Regions from separate parts of the Sus scrofa genome. Here region 2 is linked to region 1. Evidence: chromatin contacts called from public HiChIP or PLAC-seq data. All regions are on one chromosome and are shown on one strand. The core of a region is the stretch at or near the end of the contact, and the rest is flanking DNA. Distances in the headings are between cores, read along the strand shown.

What was found. HiChIP or PLAC-seq counts read pairs in DNA pulled down with a chosen protein or histone mark.
Region 2: a contact with region 1 is called in an H3K27ac HiChIP or PLAC-seq map of alveolar macrophages. The contact joins two enhancer-like sites. A contact is called at or near these places in 1 of 47 Hi-C or Micro-C datasets (epiblast stem cells) and 1 of 2 datasets of contacts at active chromatin or transcription factors (alveolar macrophages).

The regions. Positions count from the first base shown.
Region 1 is chr18:48,422,271-48,425,012 of Sscrofa11.1, forward strand. It overlaps UPP1 (uridine phosphorylase 1), which reads right to left. Exons shown (of 8, transcript XM_021078790.1): 4 at 1,751-1,909; 5 at 793-907. Among named protein-coding and RNA genes, the nearest start is that of UPP1, 17 kb to the right of the region's middle. Within about 2 kb of position 1,416, at least 5 of the 83 cell types and tissues checked have an H3K27ac peak or open chromatin away from gene starts, as enhancers often do. A contact at or near this core is called in alveolar macrophages, where this site is marked.
Region 2 is chr18:48,573,552-48,576,293 of Sscrofa11.1, forward strand. LANCL2 (lanC-like protein 2) reads left to right here. Exons shown (of 8, transcript XM_021079342.1): 3 at 1-101; 4 at 902-1,049; 5 at 2,406-2,552. Among named protein-coding and RNA genes, the nearest start is that of LANCL2, 24 kb to the left of the region's middle. Within about 2 kb of position 1,405, at least 16 of the 83 cell types and tissues checked have an H3K27ac peak or open chromatin away from gene starts, as enhancers often do. A contact at or near this core is called in alveolar macrophages, where this site is marked.

The DNA of each region.
Region 1 (2,742 bases), core at 166-2,665:
CTCAGCAATCCGCTTTCATAGTGAGTAAACCTGAATTTTAGAATTACCCTATAGATGCAGGGGAGGTCAGGCCTGGACCATCAGCAACAAATGCACAGAGGCCGGGCCGACAATAGCAAGCCTCCCTCCAGCAGCTCCCAGCTCCTTGGCAGGAGTGAGAATTGCTAGAAGCCAGTTTTTAGACAAAAGTCCAGCCCAGAACTGGGATGTTAGAGGGTAGGACAACTTACATAAAACGAGTTTGCCTCAAAGACTTTGGCTTAAAAAGCAACACAATTTTAAGCGTTTCGCCTCTCACTGCACCCTCTGCTTTCTTTGCTGTCTCTGTGATGTTAAAAATATATGTTGAGCACCGGGGACTTTTAGGCAACTTAAGGACACTTATCTTAATTTTGTATGCCACCTCTTTTCCCCCTTTGGTTTTCCTGTAGGTTTTCTCATACGCTGCTTCAAATCCTTGCAGGAAGAGGGAGGAGGAGTGAGCAAAGTAGAGGAGAAAGGCAGAGAAAAGAGGGATTAGAAAGACTAAAAAGAGAGAATCAAGCAAATAAGATGGCACCCGTGTGTAATCCCTAAAGGATGCGTTTTCGAGGACACGTGGCCTGGTGGTGCCTCTTCTAGCCTGTTTCTGGGGTGTGGTTTGGGAGCAGTAGCTGAGCAAACAAAACAATGTATCACTTCTTTTCATGCCTGCTGCTGCTGAGCTCTGCTCAAACACAGCCCAGGCAGAAGCTCTGGGGCCCCACGCTGCCCCATCCCCGCCCGCATCCACTCGGTGCTCTGCACACTGACCTATCCCGCCAGAGGTGCCGATGCGGATGATGGTGACGCCGGAGCACCGCGCGTGGTACAGCAGCTTGATGAGCTCGTGCAGCATGATGGCAATGGAGGGAATGCCCATCCCGTGCTGGAAGCAGGGAGAAATGGCAACGTTAAGCTCCAGCCGTGCCTCCACGTGTTCTGTGGCGCACTGCAAACTGGTGGTAACAGAAGACGAACCTCAAAACATAAACTGAAACACGCCTAACGCCTTAGGAAGGGTAAAGGTTTGCACAAAGCTGACGACCCCATCTGATGTACACATCCCGTGAAACAGGGGACCCGAGGTTCAGCAAAGAGGCAACAGCCCGTTGTCGCTACGTAACAAAGAGCCCCTTGGCACTGGAAGCCCTGCACACATTCTTCCCTTTGGGCCAGGAGCTGCGCCTTCCTCACAGGACTCCTCGGAGAATATGCTTGTGATGGAACCTGGCCCATGGCAAGTGCTTCCGTGAATTATCTAGAATTGAATACGTCTTGGTTCTTGTGTGTGTCCTGGATGCCTGATGCTGCCTAGGGGGGTGGGGCACTTAGCCTCAGGGGCAGCCTGAACTCCCATGCTGCCTACAAAGGAAACCAAACCCAGAAAACGAGAAGCACCAGAGATTGCTGTGCTCACTCATTGCTAAATGACTTGCGAATGAAGAAACTCACTGGGATGGGGGTGGGGGGCACCCGGGACCTGGCCCTGGTCCCGGGAGGGCACGTGGGCCCTCGCCGTGTGTACACAGCTGGGTGTGTCTGCATGGGTGTTTGCAGGTGTGTATCGGTCTCTCCTGGAGACGGGCACCACCGCCTCTGCAGCCCAGCTCCAGGCTCCCTCGTCCCCAGCAGGGCAGAGGAAGCAGGGGTAGAGGGGACCTGGTCTGGGGGTGGAGGGCAGGCGGGGGCCCGGGGGCTGAGCCCACCCCCGGGAAGGGATGGTACTCACGCTGACAGACAGCACCGGGCCCACTTTAAACATGGCATAGCGGTCGGTGCCCACACAGATGTTGGGATAGTCTGCGCCTGGGACGTCAAGGCCCAGCTCCACGGCCACGTACTGGATGAAGGCTTTCATCCGGGAAGGGCTTCCCCCGACGCACACAAACTGCGGAGAACAGAGCCCTCGTCAGAGCAGGGACCCCCAAACTACCGCCACCTGCAAATCCCAGAACCTGCTCGAAACGCACATCCCTTCCCCAGCCTCCCCTCAGACTTACTGTGTCTGGGGAGCCAGTAAAGTGTGGGATATGGAGCCCCGTGGTGTCTCTCGTGCTTGCTCAAGTTTTTGGGGGGGGGGTTATGATTTTTATTTTTTCGATTATAGCTGGTTTACAGTCGCTCAGGTATTAAGAAGCACTGGTTCATGGACTCGCAACTCAGTCCAAGAGGCCCCAAGCGTGAGAAGCAATCCGCTGAGCAAAATGCAGGACGACCACAGCCTTACCCTCTTGGGGAAGCTAAGTTCAGCCTCCATGCCTGCCCTGCCTCCGTCCACCACGTGGCCAGCAGCTCTCTGCACTGCAGGGAGCCCAGGTTTGGACCAGGATGGCACCAGCCCCTCCATGTGCAACCAGGGCCCCACAGCCCATCTGTAAAATGGGCTTCTACCTGCTGTCTTTCCCAGGAGTCCAGGGGGCCAAATAGCCAACACATGGAAATAGCCAGGGACCCAGTGGGGGCTCAGGAAGTCATAGCTCTGGGGGTGGGAGGTGCGGTGAGTGAATGGCTATCAGAGAAGTAGAACCTTTATTTTTGTTTGTTTTCTTTGTTTTGCTTTTTAGGGCTGAACCTGCAGCATATGGAGGTTCCCAGGGTAGGGGTCAAATCGGAGCTGTAGCTGCCAGCCTACACCACAGCCACAGCAACGTGGGATCCAAGCTGTGTCTGCGACTGACACTGAAGCTCACGGCAACACCAAATCCTTAGCCCACTGATGGA
Region 2 (2,742 bases), core at 155-2,654, 150 kb after region 1:
AGGGTCACTTTCCTCTGTGGAGATGCCGGGCCCCTGGCCGTCGGAGCTGTGGTGTATCACAAACTCAAAAGTGATGGCGAGTCCCAGGAATGCATCACAAAGTGAGTTTTTAAAACTGGAAGTATTTCCTCCAACTTCTCAGTCTTATAGAAGGATACTCAAAAATGAATTTGTTTTTTAATTCATCTACTTTTGCAAACAGATCTTTGCAAGAAGTGAAGAGTGTGTATAATAATCTTGAGCATAAATAATGGTGGGATCATAGGCTCCCTTTCTGTCCAGGCACGTGTTTGCCTTCATTTGAGGGAGGAATACAGCATGTTTTTTCCTAAGTAATCTTTGGTTGCCTTCAGTGAATGAAAGTTTGCTTATATGCCTTGGATTCACTCTAGTAACTAAGTTATTCTTAGGTTCAGTTGTTAGGGAACAGTTGGTGAATTGTTTCACCTATTGGTTTAGGTTCTCTTTTGAAGCAGCAAAAATCAGGGCTCACTGCCGTGGTCTAGTAGAGTGTCCAACACTTGCTTGTCTGTTTATCTTCATTAGAGATGGGGTGACTCAAGCTCATTTCCAAGCATTGGCTACATTTTAGTAACATTTCGTTAAGATTTTAAATCACTTTATTGTAATTCTGGATTATATCTTATACTTTTTAGATATAAATGTGGAACTTTTGAACAGAAAGATCTTTTATTATTGATTTTGATATCTGGGAGATGTTTTTGTTTGGTTTTGTAGGGGGGAGTTTTTGTTTTCCTTTTTTTTGGGGGGGGATTTTTTAAAATCAGTTTTAAATTCCAAATAATAAGAGAGAATTCCTAGAGTCGTAGGGTTGGTTACAGTTCCAGGAAGAGACGTTTTAGACATTGGCTGGGAAAACAGAGTTTTTCTTGCTGGGCAGACTCCTGCAGCTCCAGAGAACCATCGTCTGCCGCGACTCGGACCTTCCCGATGAGCTGCTTTTCGGCCGCGCGGGCTACCTGTACGCCTTGCTCTATGTGAACACGGAGATGGGTCCGGGCGCCGTGTGCGAATCAGCCATCAAAGAGGTACCGAGGGAGCGCGCCCGCCGCCGGGTCCCGTCCCCCGCGCAGCCGCCTGCCAGCACCCAGTTACCGCGGTGCCTGGACGGACTCTGCTTCTAGGAGGAGTCCTTGCCCAAGATCGCTCGTAAAATGATAAATAGCTCCCGTTTTTTCCCCCCAGGGAAGGTTTTTCTTTTAATTTAGGCCTGTGTTCATTCACCTGTTTTTACTCGAAGCAAACAGCAGCTTCGTAAAGAGAGAATGTCTCTTTCCTTTCCTTGAGGCGTCTGAACTGGGAGGCAGTCCGGGCAGCCGCGCTGGGGACGCCCTTCGTCTGTCTGGTTCCGCCTTATCCTGGGGCCGTGCCCTTGTCCGCGTGACCAGAGTGAGCCGAGCGCCCTCAGCCAGGGGCCCGGTGAGGAAGTGGCTGGTGAGCAGCTTCCTTCGAAGGCCGAGAACTCGAAGTTGCCCACCTCCCACTTCCGCACCGCAGCCGGATGGTTGTGTGCAGGTGTCTGTACCCCCGGAGCCAGGTGCCTGGCGAAAGCTTCGGAGCACTGCTCCCGGGAGGGCGCAGGGGGAGAGGACGTGGGGAAACATTTAGTGTCTTGGCTGCCTCGTCGTTACCGATGTGATACTCTTCTTTTGATCTGAAACCCTGTAACAGACCTCATTTCCTTAGCCTTTCATCAGTGAAGCCAGTTCCTCCCGCCTGGGAGATGAAGGGTCCTCCCTCAGCACCCGCTGGGGAGAGGCTCCAGGACCGCCCCTCAGACACCAAAATCCCGGGATGCTGAAGTCCCTTCCATAAAGGGGTGCAGTGTTTGTGTGTAAACTGCACGACCTCCCTGGACTTTAAATCTTCTCCAGGTTACTTCGAATACCTTGCACCCTGCAAATGCTATGTAAACCACTGCCCATGAGCAGCAAATTCAAGTTCTGCTTTGTGGAACTTTCTGGGATTTTTTCCCAATATTTTTGATCAGAGGTTGATTAAATCTGTGGGTAAGGAACCCACGGCAGATACGGAGGACCAGCTATACTTGCCAGTCTTCCGGGGAAAACATTGAAGCTACGGAGCAACTAAGTCGTGTGGGGTAGTTTTCATAGGAAGGTTTCTGGGGCTCCAGTAACCTGTTCATACAAAGACCTTTTGATTTCTTGGTTCTACTTCTTAATATACTTTTCTGCTCCGACATCATCTTCTGATTTCTCTCTGCCTGTGTGTATGTACGTATTTATAAATTGAAGACAGCAGTGTTGGCTACAGACCGTAAAGATTTTAGGTTACGTAATCTCTCTAAAGGCATATGTTACTGTTAATTAGACTAGAACAGACTGCGTGTAAGTTTTTAGACTTAAGCCGTCTCGCCTCTGTAGGTGGTCGATGCTATTATTGATTCGGGCAAGACTTTGTCAAAGGAAGAAAGGAAGGCCGAGCGCTGCCCCCTGTTGTACCAGTGGCACAGGAAGCAGTACGTCGGAGCCGCCCATGGCATGGCTGGGATCTACTACATGCTAATGCAGGTGAGCGAGCCTCTGCAGTACTGATGCAGTAGCTACATTCCGCAGAGTTAGCTCGGATGGGACCTGGGACTGAAAGCGTGCTGCAGACCAAGTGGGCAGCCCCTGAAACAAGGGTCCTTCTCTGAGTCATGGTCCTTGAGCTCTGTGTGGTCCCCAAGCCCTGAGCCGTGAGCACGTCCCGTGTGCAGTT